Linked DNA regions of Ovis aries: region 1 is linked to region 2. Evidence: chromatin contacts called from public Hi-C data. All regions are on one chromosome and are shown on one strand. Each heading gives the region's core, a stretch centred on a gene start, on an enhancer-like site or on the middle of the called end of the contact. The rest is flanking DNA. Distances are from core to core; before and after follow the strand shown. Region 1 overlaps FBXO34 (F-box protein 34). Region 2 holds the start of FBXO34 (F-box protein 34).

The links. Hi-C and Micro-C count contacts between places; a contact is called where the count stands out from the background.
Region 1: a contact with region 2 is called in a Hi-C map of hypothalamus, with 4 times the contacts expected there. The contact joins the enhancer-like site here to the promoter of FBXO34 in region 2. A contact is called at or near these places in 12 of 16 Hi-C or Micro-C datasets (blood, hypothalamus, liver and 5 more).

The regions. Positions count from the first base shown.
Region 1 is chr7:65,894,314-65,901,494 of ARS-UI_Ramb_v3.0, reverse strand. It overlaps FBXO34 (F-box protein 34), which reads right to left. Exons shown (of 4, transcript XM_042252553.1): 4 at 4,184-7,181. The coding sequence ends at 5,266. Among named protein-coding and RNA genes, the nearest start is that of ATG14, 43 kb to the left of the region's middle. Within about 2 kb of position 1,889, at least 26 of the 54 cell types and tissues checked have an H3K27ac peak or open chromatin away from gene starts, as enhancers often do. A contact at or near this core is called in hypothalamus and liver, where this site is marked.
Region 2 is chr7:65,813,449-65,820,684 of ARS-UI_Ramb_v3.0, reverse strand. It overlaps FBXO34 (F-box protein 34), which reads right to left and starts at 2,837. Exons shown (of 4, transcript XM_042252553.1): 1 at 2,687-2,837.

The sequences.
Region 1 (7,181 bases), core at 640-3,139, 82 kb before region 2:
ATACTACTTAATAGACGTCTAAAAATACCAGTTAGTAAAGCAGTTTTATTCTCTGATGGGGGTGGTAGGGAAGGTGGCTGTAAAGGAGGGAAATAATTAAAATAGCACAAGTGATTCTGCCTGAGTTAATTAGGAGACGTGATCTGCTCATCACTCAGCAAGCACCAGTCCTCTTACAGGACTTGCACATTTCCCACCACTGTGCCTGGCATGTATCCTTCTCTACTGGTGGGAGATGGACGTGCAGGACTTCATTTCAGCTGTATGCCATTTTCTCCGTAAATGCTGACTTCTGAACCTAATCCCTGCTGGGTTTTGTCATTCCAAAGAGAAAAGCAAAACACTTAAGTAGAGGTTTCTAATTTTAAACTTTTATAGCCTCCAAAGAATCTTAATCCAAAAAGAATTTGAGACAACGGGTCCCAAAACTAGTTTGTTCTGAGGTCTGTTCTCTACTAAGTGAAGAGGAGATGAGGGGGCCTTTGAGAGTGGAAGGTTTCACTTTGCACTCAGTCAGAGGAGCACCATGTCTCACCAGGGTGGTTGTAGCAGAGGAGATGGCATCTCTCTGCTCCCACTCCCTTCCCAACTGCCAATTTCAGTGGCTCTGCTCCTTTAAAATTATGTATGTATGTGTCACTCAGTTGTGTGCGACTTTTTGTGACCCCAGGGACTATAGACTGCCAGGCTCTTCTGTCCATGGAATTCTCCAGGCAAGACGAGTGGGTTGCCATTCCCTTCTCTAGGGGATCTTCCCACCCCAGGGATCAAACCCAGGCCTCCTACATTGCAGGCAGATTCTTTACCGTCTGAGATACTGAATAATACCAGGTCAAGCAAACCACCTAGAATAGGTGTTACTGCCTAACTGGGTTTTGCCTAAATGAGTTAGATGTACATACACCGGAAGTCCCCCAAGGGTTCATAACCACAGTGATGTTTGCTCTTCCCATGAGGTTATGCAGACAACAACTATGGCCACACACTTAGGTGCATGTCAGAAGGGACTGCACATTTCCCGTGAAGGTCCTTTTGCCAGTCACGGAGACTGCAGAACTAGTTTGTCTGAACCCAAAGCAACATCTGGGATAGAAACTGTCAGATTCCCTGAGTGCCAGTTGCTGTGCATGGCAGAGAACGCCTTTATGTAAACACAACATGGTACCTGACAGTAAGGGCTAGGTAATACCAGCTCTGGTTACTGGTGCAGTCTATGGTACAGCAGGGTTTTGGCACAGATGGGCTTTAGTCTTTTTGAGATAGGCTGTGGGAGGTAGGAGAGGAAGAATAGCCAGTCTGCTGAGTAAAGAAGGAACAGAGGCTAGTAAAGCAGTGGGGGGTGAGGGCGGGGGAATGTCCAGGAAGACCCACATAATAAAAAATCAGGCCAGTTCATAAAGGTTGGCAGGGAGGCCCTGACAAGTCCAAGTTAGAAGGGTGGTTGGACAGAATCCAGGAAGGGAACTCCAAGATCAAGCTTACCTAGCAACTCAGCCTTCTGCAGTCGGGAAGGTGAGGAACCTGCTGCCGGGGAAAACATGACAAAGCCCAGATCATGCCAAACACAGCTGACAGTCACCCAGCAAGACTGCCAGCGCGGCTACGGAAGCAACCCTCACCAAGAAAGTTCCCCGGGACTAGCCGTGGCCAGAGGCAAAGGTCCTCCCAGGTCCCTTCATCCCTCTTCATGTTTCTCCTACTAGGAGTTACAGTGGAGCAGTCAGAGCTGGCCAGCACCCCTCACATCCACATGACGACTCAAGAGGTGTAAAAGTTTTTATGGCACGTGCGCGCACTGGGTGTGAGGTGCTGAGCGAGGGCACGGCCAAGCTGCCCTCCACAAGCCCTGAGTGGAGTCCAGACACACGAGAGGCAGTAGAGGCACTACCAGGCAAACCAGCTGGGCAGGACAGGGTGGGGGCTGCCGAGGAGATGCCTCCTGTGCAGAGTTGTCAGTGTGCTAGGGCAGGGAACGTGCTCGATTGTGAATGAGCCTTCTACATGGCCATATTAATGTGAGTCATTTTGACAAGGCCTGAAAAAAATGTTTAACCTTGGCCCTTTTGCCCTTTCCTTTCTGGATTTTCTTTCAAACGGTGAAGTGAGGGGTGGGAGAGAGCTGATAGGCCAAGTATTTCAGACCCTCTGAGCAAAAGCTGAAGGGGTAAGTTTTCTTCCTTTGGGTCCCCACAGGGGCGGAGTTGGGGTGAGCCTAGGGTCCTCATGGCCACAGTATTTCCTTTCTTATGAGTCTAGGATTCTACAGTCAGGCAGGGAGCACTGCGGTGCTGCAGAAGCGAGAAGTGAACTGGTTTCCCCAGCCTGGCACTAGGGGGCTCAAGCACAGCATCTTTCTCCTAAGGGGAAAAGCTACACTCATCTCGTCCAGAAACGAAGACCAGGGAGGAGGCGCCCTCTGACACCACCTCCCGAAGTTCTCTTACCATTCACACAGACACCCCTGGGAACTGGGTCTTGCATCGGGTTCAAAAGGGGTCATCAGTGATTTCTGAGGACCCGAAGAATTGCATGCCAAGATGGGGTTGGGCCTTCTCGTCTCCTGCTCTTTGTCAGTCCAGGCCCTCACTTGCAGCTTTGTGTCCCACATGAAAACCAGATCCAGGATGGCTGACCTGGGAGAAGCACCGTGGCCTCATGCAGAACCACGCGCCAGTAACAGTGAAAGCTGACAGACACTAGGCGCTTTCCGCACACCAAGCTGTGTGAAGTCCTGTGAGTGCACCCTTTACTCCTGAATCGAGTAAAACAAACCTCACATCAGGGAGGCCCACTGAGACGGCCGCTTTAGAGCACACCACAGGGGAGGGCAAGTGCTGGAACTTCAGCCTTGGGGATGGGAAGCACTCGCCCTTACGTCGGCAAGGGTGAGTCACGAGAAGGACACCAACAGCCTGAGGGGGAAGTCCGCCTCCACGGCCTTGTCGGTCCTGTCACAGAAGGGCTCCAGCCAAGCGTGTCGGCGGTATCACGATGTGCCTGCTTGCTCAGCGTCCAGAGACACTTCCTAGTTTTAGTTTCCCCTTTTCAGGGAGGAGCAGCTACTGCCCAAGGGTAAGGGCAGAAAGCAGCCGCTCTGTGGCCACACCACCTCCACCACAGGTGAACCTGGCTCCCTCGACTCCAGCCTTGCCCCACTCTGCTTGGCAGTCCTGGCCAAAGCTTTCCTCCACCTTCACATCCTTCTGTGGGACCAGCGCAGTCTTCATCATTGCCATCAGCCCCGCCCCTGGAACACTCACCAGTGCTTCCTGACAGCCAGGAACTGATGCAGCTGCAAGGCTTTGTTGGTGATTAGCAGAGACATTACTTTGCCAACCAAGGTCCGTCTAGTCAAGGCTGGGGTCTTTCCAGTGGTCATGTATGGATGTGAGAGTTGGACTGTGAAGAAAGCTGATGCCGAAGAATTGATGCTTTTGAACTGTGGTGTTGGAGAAAACTCCTGAGAGTCCCTTGGACTGCAAGGAGATCCAACCAGTCCATTCTAAAGGAGATCAGCCCTGGGTGTTCTTTGGAAGGAATGATGCTAAAGCTGAAACTCAAGTACTTTGGCCACCTCATGCAAAGAGTTGACTCATCGGAAAAGACCCTGATGTTGGGAGGGATTGGGGGCAGGAGGAGAAGGGGACGACAGAGGATGAGATGGCTGGATGGCATCACAGACTCGATGGACGTGAGTCTGAGTGAACTCCGGGAGATGGTGATGGACAGGGAGGCCTGGCGTGCTGCAGTTCATGGGGTCACAAAGGGTCAGACACGACCGAGCGACTGAACTGAACTCAACTCAACTCAACTCAATTCAAGCCAACCTAGCTTGCAGGTCCTCCACAGCAGCTTTCTGGGGCCAGATACTTTTCAGCCCCACCAAGCATTACATGAACACAGGTCTGAATAAATCCTCACTGACTTCTAAATAATTAACTCATCATGCATAGATAATAATACCTCATCCAATAGGAAATAAAGACAGTCCTGGGCAGACGAATGCAAAGTAAGTGTTAAAGGTTTGTAAAAATGTCAGCTCATACTGTTAAGTGAAGATGGCCTCTTTCCAGTGGTATTCTCTCTCCCCCTCCCAACAACTCAATTTTTTAGACTCTTGGGACTCAGTTTACAATATCTCTAATATTACCTCAAAAAAGGAAACAAATCTGCAAAACTCAGGTTCCACTTAAGATGCATGTTTTTATTGAAAAAAAAATTTGTAACCAGACAGAATAGACAAAAATGTTATAATCTGACTATATAATATTCTCTCATTCTTGATGAATCACTAAAATATAACAAAAGATTGCTCTCTATGCTAATTTTTAAGGTTGTCCAGTTAAACCATTATTTGGTATCCTTTCAACAGGTTAACCTCTTAACTATTTAGAGTTTCTTCTCAGAAACATTCATATATTATACAGAAAACATTCATAGTTTATTTGGGAAACATTCATATTTTATACAGGATGTACAAATTTGAGATGAGACCCCCCCCCCCAACCTCCCAAAAAACAAAGCAACCCACACGATTGTAGCTGCAACACTAGCCTAGCTGCATTGTGGTGATTACGTTCAGTCTGCATCCACTATTTACAACTGGATTTTAATGGTATTTACAGAGGGGCCAAAAGCACTCGTCTAAAGTAAAGGCGCTCGGGTTTAATGTGCACTTTCACAGCCCTAGGAAAACACAACCATTATATACACTGTAAACACCACAGGGCATGAAATCCATCTCCAATCACAAACATCAACCTCACAGATCAAGCATACAAGGTCTAAGTAAGGTGCCTGACTTTTCCTTTGTAAGCATACTTTTCATCCAAGAGTACTGCTATTCTTTTCACAGGACACTATTCACTTATTTCAAATACAGGGCCAGTGCTCTAAACATTCCCGGAACCCTTTTTTGGGGATTGCCTACACAGTCTGTGATGAACTCTGCTGAACATTCTTGATGGTGGCAAGTCTTCGTCCTCAAGGATTTGATTTGGGAAAACAGGCATAGTTATTCACAGCCAGGTGAATCAAACCATGGGATACAACCCTGAATCAAACGTGAGGCACCACTATAAAATGATGAGACCAATTTTCTTACAGATCATAAATTCAGAGATTTAAGATGCCTGAGCAATGGCGGTCCTGATGGAGTAGCAGAGATTCTCCTGGAGTGATAACTCAGAGGCAACACTCATTGAAATGGTGTATCTAGGTGGTGGTTTGCAGGTTTTGAAATCGGTCTGTTGCCTCGCATACATTTCAATACTCCTCTTCAGTGTCAGTCCCTTTTGCTTTCTTATGGATTGCCCGATTAAAGCTGTGGCAAGCAGGGACCCAGCGATTGTCATGGAGCCCCAGCTTACAGCCAGGGAAGCCCTTCTGAGACCGGTGGCAACACATCCAGTACCCCGGCCCGTAGGGCAGGGCCTGGCAGTAGGGCTTGGGGTGCCACCGGCACAGGGACACATCCCCTTTCACATATTTTTTCTTGCACTGCTTGCACGGATCCTCTCTGTAGCGTGGATCCCGAACCCAGCGAGAATCTGCTGGCCTGATATTGTAATATTCAATGATAAACTTGAAATAGCAGCAGGTACATTTAAGAGCCACTAAACTCTTAGTAGGAAGTAACCTGAAGATTTTCACCATGATGTGGTGAGGCAGAAAAGCCATATACTGCTGAGGCTCTAAAAGCTGTTGGATTTTAAACCTAGTCTCCAGAAAGTCATGTGACACCTGCTTCTTCCAGCTGGACGCCTCAAGCATTGGTAATGTACTTTCCACAGGAGAGGCCAGTGGGACAAATAAATCAACCGAGATACTTTTTTCCTCAGATGCACCATCACCTTCAGCAGCCTCTTCAAGCTGACTGGCCTCGGAAGACTCTTCTGTTGTGCTTTCATCTGACTGCGAATGGCCTGCCTGGTGCTGACCAGATGGCAAAAAAAACAGCATCCCTGGAAGTGGGTCTTCACAGGACTCCGAACTGGAAGGCTGGTCTTTCTCTACCTTGGACACAGTGATACTGATGCACAAAGATTCTTTTTTGCGCTGATCAGAATTTTGGTTAGCAAGTGGCACAAGCTCTTCACTAATGCCATCAACAGCATCTGTGGGCAATTCAATGGCTTGGGGACAGGTGAGAGGAGGAAAAGGTGGCCCAACAAGTTCCTCTGTCATTTCCACATCGTGCCTGTTGCTGCTTTTCATGGCAGTCTGCTGATCTGGCTGGAACTCTGCACTGTCTGTGTGAAAACTCACGCCTGCCGGCACCGAGGGGCAGCCCCGAGGCGCGCCATCCCAGGCCTGGGCCCCCTGAGGAGAACAAAGGTCAGCTCTTAAGGGGCTGCAGCCCACAGATACAGACCCCACAGTTTTCACCTGAGTGTCAGGAACCTCCAAGGCGCCTTTGTCTGCTTTGCCTTCCTCAGCCTGGGTGCCATTCACAAGTAGCACGCGGCCCACGTTGCGGCGAAAGCTGTTATTCCTCGAGAGGCTCCCGGGCTCCCGCTGACTCTGCCGCTTCAGGCACTCGGACTCCAGCCTGGCTACCATGTCGAGGACACGGACGGGCTCGCTCTGTGGTTCACCAACCTCAGGATTTCTCCTTTCTGCAGGTTCTTCACATGCTCCTGGGGCGGACAAAGGCTCGGGACTTGGGGGTGCACCTCTGGATTGCCCGGAAAACCGCACCACAGCAGGTGAGTTAGTGCAATTCTTTGCACAACTGGCTAGCAGAGTGCTGGCTCTTTGCTCAAGGAAGGCAACCATCTGTATGACTGACAGAGGCCTCCCGGCATAGACGCCGTCCCCGCCGTCACTCACGTAATGCACAGAACAATGCTCGATGCCACATGCGAAAGGCTCAGGCTGGTAGCATCTACTGTTGACCTCCTTCATCCTTTCTAACTGTATCTTGGCTTTTTTAAGATCCCCTGATTTTTTCCTTCTTTTAGTAGCTCTCCCATCAATATCCCAGGAGCTTTTTATTTTCATAGATCCTATTCTATTACTGCACTGGTGGGCTGCAAAGAATGCTATCTTTTCCTTAGTATTTCCCGGTTTCACAACAGCCCAGATATCAAGCGGCCCTTCCCCTTCTTCACCCTGGTGGATTGTTGCAGATGGTGCATTCTTCTTGGTTTTAACATTCAAGCTGCTCTCTTCAGGACTCT
Region 2 (7,236 bases), core at 1,588-4,087:
AATAAACATATCCTAAAGAATTTCTAGTACTTTTATTGTTTATATTTGCTTTTATCTGTCAGAAAGATGCTGTATCACTTAGTCCCCTAAATACAGCAACTGGATAAAATAACAAAATAATACTGATCTCAAATAAATTTTCATTTATAAGAAGTAAAAACTGCTTCCTACTCCCAATACTGCAAGGCCTGGGTGAAAAATAACCTGCCCAAAGTAGAAACAAACTGTAAAAATGTTTATGTGTTACGGCTGGTTTAGTTATACAACTATTCATAGCTGTTTTTTTTATAGTTTTCATTGTCTCTCAGTCATATCAGAATACATGAAGACCTTTATTCAGAATAAAAAACTCATTTTCCATTAAAAAAATTAATAAACTGCTAAACACAATGGGGTGGGGGAGATGCACTGCCAAGGGGAAGCTATTTTATTATCATTTATGTGTCTTTCAACTTACACAGTTTGACTTTCACCCCTTCCCATGAGCACTAGTACATTTAATTTATACACATCCATGTGGCCTTCCCCAGAAAGGCTCATTGGAAAAGATATTAAAGTGTTCTTTTTGTACCTCCTTCAACTCCATTACATAATATCTTGTCATGATCATTTAATTTTAAAGAGTAGCTTGGTTAACACCCTCGAAATCAGCAATTTCATTGTTAATTTGATACTTATCAGTCTTGAGGATCCAAAAAACCAAATTATGTCTTCAGAGCCTTAACACTGTCACCACACAATTCCTAATGTTTTAAAATATGTATATTGTAATTTTCAAATAGTACACACAATGCTGTAGAATGTCCAAAGTGTGGTGAGTATTAAAATGAGATTTACAAGAACATCCTGTTTTGTGAACTTCCAGTCAAATCTAATAGTAATTAACAAGGGTAAATTTCTGTTTTCATTTTCTGTGTAAACAAAGACACACAGCACAACTTCCACCAGCATGTTGACGCAAAATCTAGAAATGCAATACCTTTTCAATCACCTTTAAAGAGCAAATAAGAGAAGAAGTATTAACAACAGAAAACCCCTAATAAGTCAAGGTCAATGGGGAGGGACTGAGGACTCCCATCCTAGCTTCCAGCTGAAGACACTAAATTGCAATTATGCTTCAATTTCAGCCATCTACCTCTCAAACTAGATTCTATTTAAATGGTTTTATAGAGAGGAAGAAATGATGAGCAAAAGTACTGATATGCTGCAATACTTGAAGCTAGTAACAGCAGGTCTAGCCTGATCTCTTTGGAAAGCTTCGGAAGAAAAGAGGTGTTTACAGACAAGGCATTTTTAAAAATTCCGTAGTTTCATATTTGCAAGCACTACAGACAAAATTTTAGTTACTTGTCCAGGCAAGCAGTTCCTGGTATATGTTATTTTACTGTTACACCCAGTCTTAGTAGGAAAACAAGAAAAAGCCTTTTTGGTGAGCTATAACCGCAGGAAACCCTCAATTATCCATGGGTAGGGACAACCCGGATAAATTAAATCCCCAGGTAATTATTATTTAACAATAATATTGCATTAATTCAGGCCTCCTCCTTTCCTTTTTACAAAAGAAAAAGTTGACTTAAAAGCCGCTCTCTTCCAAGTCACTCTCTTAACAACAAAAAAGCAAATGGGCAGATAAATTATTTCAAAACTGTATAGCAAGAAACAGTAAGGAAATCATCAGCGCTCAAATTGGTTCTTTTTCAGCAATTCCAATCACAAGCCATCAAACTACAGTTAAGCTCTCTGAAAAGCATTTAGATCAAACAGCCACCATCCACCCCCACCAAAAAAAAAAAATCCTCCTGATTGAGATTTTCCTAAATCAAATGGGTCTTATATTGAACTGTGTAACAATGCTTGTTCGAAATGAAGTTAAAGAACTTGACAACTACTACATTAAAATTGTAAAATGCTGATATCGAACAACTTTCGATGCAAATTCTCTGGGACCCCAGGCGCTGACAGAAGCTTGAACTTCCTTTCTTTCCCCTCCCGGTCCTCCCGGCACTTCTGCGCGCCTGGGTTCCGAACCCCCAGGGCCTGCAGTGACATCACAGCTCATCTCCTCGTAACCCCTGACGTCACAGACACGCGGACCCACAACACTGTGACTTCATCGCGGACTGGGGCGGAACCGCAGTCGACCTGCACCAGCCCAGAAGCCAGAGAAGCCTCCGAGCCTCCGTCCTGCCCGGTCCCCAAAGAAGGTTAAGGACAGGCGCCAGCTCACCTGCGCTGGGACAGGGAAGGACGGAGCGGCCGAACCCTGGCGGGAGCCACCGGGCAAAACAACCCCCACCCAGGGCCCGACTTCCTCACCGGCCGCCAGTACCGGGGGTGGGAGAGACGATCCTGAAACTCCTCAGGGCCTATCCCGGATCTCTTCGGCTTCAACCCAGACCCGCGACCCCGTTCCCGCCCGCCGGCCCGCCTGACCCTCCGAGCCCCGCGGGGGCGCTCAGCGCCCGGCCCGCGTGCAGGCGGAGGCCGTCCCAGGACAAGGTGCAGGCCACCGAGTCCCTGCCCCAGACCGAGCCTCGGACCGGCGGGCGGCACCCCCGCCCCCACCCGCCCGGCGCCCCAAGAGCGCAGGCGGGCGGCGGGAGGGGGCGGGGAGCGGCCACCGTGGCCGCCGCCGGACCCCGACCGCGCTGCTCTCGCGCCACGCCCCACCCCAGCCCGGACCCACCTGCGCTCCTGCCCCGGCCGGGGCCTGGCCAGGGGCTGCACACCCCTATACAGCGGCGGCGGCTGGAGGCCTGGCTCGCTCCCCACCGCTGAGACAGACCGAGCGCCCAGCGCGGCGCGGCGGAGCCCAACGCTCGCCCCGAAACCCATTTGTTTGGCTAAAACGGCGTGACGTCACGCGCCGGCCCAATCGACGGTTGGCCAGGGGAGGGGCCGCGGAGTCAGGGTCACAACGCCCCCTGCCGGGGTTCTGCGGCACTTCGGGCGCTGGGGATTCAGAGGGGGAGTACTTAAACAGGGAGAAAACCTCGTGAGGCTTCTTCAGGCCCCCAAGCGGTGAAGAGTGAAAGCTCAAGCACTACCTGTAGAGAAAGGACTCAACCCCTCAAGCCAGCCAGAATGGTAGTAAGCCAGGATTCAACAGTCAGTAGCAATGGCAAGTCTATTAATACTCGTGGGTGGATGTGGGTGGAACTATATGCTGCTGCTGCTTCTGCTGCTAAGTCGCTCCAGTCGTGTCCAACACGGTGCGACCCCATAGACGGCAGCCCACCAGGCTCCCGCGTCCCTGGGATTCTCCAGGCAAGAACACTGGAGTGGGTTGCCATTTCCTTCTCCAATGCATGAAAGTGAAAGGTGAAAGTGAAGTCGCTCAGTCGTGTCCGACTCTTTGCGACCCCATGGACTGCAGCCCACCAGGCTCCTCCATCCATGGATTTTCCAGGCAAGAGTACTGGAGTGGGGTGCCATTGCCTTCTCCGAGGTGGAACTATATAAATGGTGTTAAATTACTGGTAGATAACCTAGTAGACTTGGGTTCAGATTTTGCTTCTGCTACTATCTGGGGAAGCTGGGCTTCAGAGTTCTTATGCGTAAAATGAAGGGATTGGGAATGTCCATTATGTTCTTTTCTATACAAATGAAGGCAGGAATGCGTGTGTGCATTCTAAATAGCTTCAGTCGTGTCTGACTCTTGTGACCCCATGGACTATAGCCGGTCAGGCTCCTCTCTCCATGGGAGTTCCAAGAAAGAACACTGGAGTGGGTTGTCATGCCCTGCTCAATGGCATTAATACCTACCAGCAATTTGATAAACTTAGAGGTTGACAGTCTCAAAATGTGATCTTTAGAAGAGTAAAGGATTGTAAATGATGACTACAAAAGAGGTTTTTGGTACTTTATTTAATACTTTCAAATGAGAGTGCCAGTGAAGGCTATTTTATACTCAGCCTTTAAACTGATAATTGTATTCACTGTAAAAATAATTTTGACCACATCATAAAACGAGGACAATAAAAGAAAAAAACGCCTTCACCCTAACACAGGTGCTCAGCATTCAGCTTATTTTCCTTTAGACATTTTCTCATGCCTATTTATTTTATAATGCTGTGCTCATAGTGTACACACAATTTTGGATCCTTGTTGGTTTGGGGTGCTTTTTTGTTTTTGCTTTTATAACTGTTTTTTCCTAGTTCTTCATAAGCTTCATAAACACTTCAGAAGCTGTGTAAAAGTATATTAAGTGAACATACAAAATTTACCAAATTCTTCATTCTCAGACTTATTTCCTTTATGACATTATAAGGAAACCATAGGACATTTTCATGAATGTAAATTTTTTAAGATAAATACCCAGAAATGGAATTTCTAGGTGAAAGAGTATTGGTACTTTTAAAAGTCGCGCCCTCATGGTAGTTTGCAGTCACTTTTATGAGTCATTTCTTCCAGATTTCCTTTGACAAATCATCTTGCTTTCCCTGTTTCTGAGTCTGTATTTGATATTTCTCAGGGTCCTCCCATGTGTGCGTGTATCTTTTAGCCATGATGAATTCTAGCCAAGAGACTTATGGGCAGCTGACATCACTAACTGAGGTGATGCCCTCTCTCTTTTGACCTCCAAGGAGCCTTTTCTCAGCATGGATATAGGCAGGGAGTTTTCCTTAACTCTGAAAATGAGGAATATGTGGTCTCTTACCGGTGGCGCTGGTGGTAAAGAACCCCCCCTGCCAATGCAGGTGATGTAAGGAGAGCAGGTTCGATCCCTGGCTTGGGAAGATCCCCTGGAGCAGCGCATGGAAACCCACTCCAGTATTCTTTCCTGGAGAATCCCATGGTCAGAGGAGCCTGGCGGGCTACAGTCCATAGGGATGCACAGAGTGGGACATGACTGAAGTGACTTAGCATGCACTCATCTTCTATCTGGAAAAGCCCCAGCCTCCTCTATGATCCTGCTTTTATGAAGTTCCTACTGTTTGGGAGTTTCTCTCTTCAGGGGAGAGACTGTTCAGCCTGGGGCCCATCTATCTCCTGCCTCATTATTAGAGCCAAACTGAGCAAGGACCCCAGAACTCTTATCATATCACTCACTGTACTGTTCCTGGAAATTGCAAATGAGTTAAAGACACTGAAACTGCAAAAAACACAAATATCAAAATTAAATGACACTGGTTTCCATGTGGCCAGTATATCTTCATTGTAAGAGTCTAATTATAAAGACTGTCTGGTCTAATGCAGTGTTTTTCAAACTGTCTCTGATTGAGAACCAGTCGTGCAGGGATTTTTTAAATATTTAATGCATTGTGAACTATTTTGTAAAATGTAATATAACTGACTAAAACTTCTAGAAATGTGAAAATGTTGTTTTAAACAGCCCAAATTCTTATTAAACTCAGCACACATAAAGTTACTCTGTCAAATTGCTAGTAAAGTTTCTGAACCTCTTCCTCTCATTTCTGCTCTTTCTCATGGACTGACTCTAAACCTGCCTAGTGGGCCACACTTTGAATAGCACTAGTCTAAAAGAAGAGAAGGCAATGGCACCCCACTCCAGTACTCTTGCCTGGAAAATCCCATGGGTGGAGGAACCTGGTGGGCTGCAGTCCATGGGGTCGCTAAGAGTCGGACACGACTGATCAACTTCACTTTCACTTTTCACTTTCATGCATTGGAGAAGGAAATGGCAACCCAATCCAGTGTTCTTGCCTGGAGAATCCCAGGGACAGAGGAGCCTGGTGGCCTGCCGTCTATGGGGTTGCACCGAGTTGGACATGACTGAAGCAACTTAGCAGCAGCAGCAGTCTAAGAGAACAATCAGAGTAGCAGGCAGTGAAACCACTTGAGACAAGTAGTTCTTTGATTGTTTCTCCATCTGTACAATGCGAATAAACTTTGAAAAAAGCTAGTAGAGTCAGTGCAGTGCCTCACACCTGGGAGGGAGTTCCCTGGCCTGCTTGGGTACCAGGGTGACAGAGTGGGGTTGTGGGATTGAAGCAGTGCTGACAGAAGAACAGATTAAGGGACTTCGGGGGCACAGCAGCTGAGAAGGTCTAAATATTATAAAGTATTGATGTATTACTTTGGTTATTTCATGAATGATTAGAACTTAGTCATCTCAAACCAGCAAGCAAACGTCACATTAAATTAAGATCCAGTTCAATGGATTTGTTTGTATAGACCCAGACTTTCCACTCAGATAAAAACTAAGAACCTATCACAGCTCCTCAATAGCTCACTCCTACCTCAAAAGAAAAACACGTTCTGATCGTCCTCCACAACCCTAAACTCTTAACCCAACCTACTTCTTCCATTTAGGACAGAGGAAACCAAAAGGAAAATGGACTTTGTCTCTAGGCCCCTCTTTACTGCAAAACTAGCTTCCTAGGTGTGATTATGATTTTCCCTTCCTAGTTCACTGTATTACCTTGAAGCTCAAACAAGTGAGAAAAGTGAAAGTGCTTTCCAAAATTTAAAGTTTACACAGGTTAAGGCATGCAGTTAATCTCTCCTTGAATGAAGTCATTGGAGCATGTGTGAAGCACCGAGCTTCTGCCCGGGGTGTGCACGGATGAACCATGGTGATGGTGATGGGAGGTAGCAGAGGCTACTCAGCCAGGAGGAAGAACCTCATTCATGATAAACAGAAGAGCAACTGAAGGGAAGCAGAAGGACCAGGGCAGCAAACTGCCAAGAAAGATGAGTATATCTTGTAATGTATTGTTGTTGTTCAGTTGCTAAGTCATGTTCAATTCTTTGCAACCTCATGAACTGCAGTATGCCATGCTTCCCTGTCCTTCACCATCTCCAGGAACTTGCTCAAACTCATATCCATCTAGTCAGTGATGCTGTCCAACCACCTCATCCTCTGTCTTCCCCTTCTCCTCCTGCTTTCAATCTTTCCCAGCATCAGAGTCTTATAATTTTGAAAATAAATTTAACTTCTCCCAAAAAAAGGCCCTTAGATCAACTAACTTTATGGTAACCTGCACACTTAAAAAGGGAAGTAAAAGACAACAACCTCTTCTAGGGAAATGCCAAGGCAAAAGTGAATCAAGGTCTCAGGTCTTCCTCCCTCCAAGGTACTGTCCTTAAACCAGCCCATTGTTGTTAAGTGCCCTTTGACCTTTCAGCAACATTCAGATGTCAGCTTCTACAACACAAACACAAAGATCCATAGCAATTTCCCCTTCCTCAATTTCTCTCCATTCTGACCCTGTCTTGGCTGAAATGTTACCTCCTCAGAGCTTTCTCTAACTCTCTGTGCAATATTTCAGC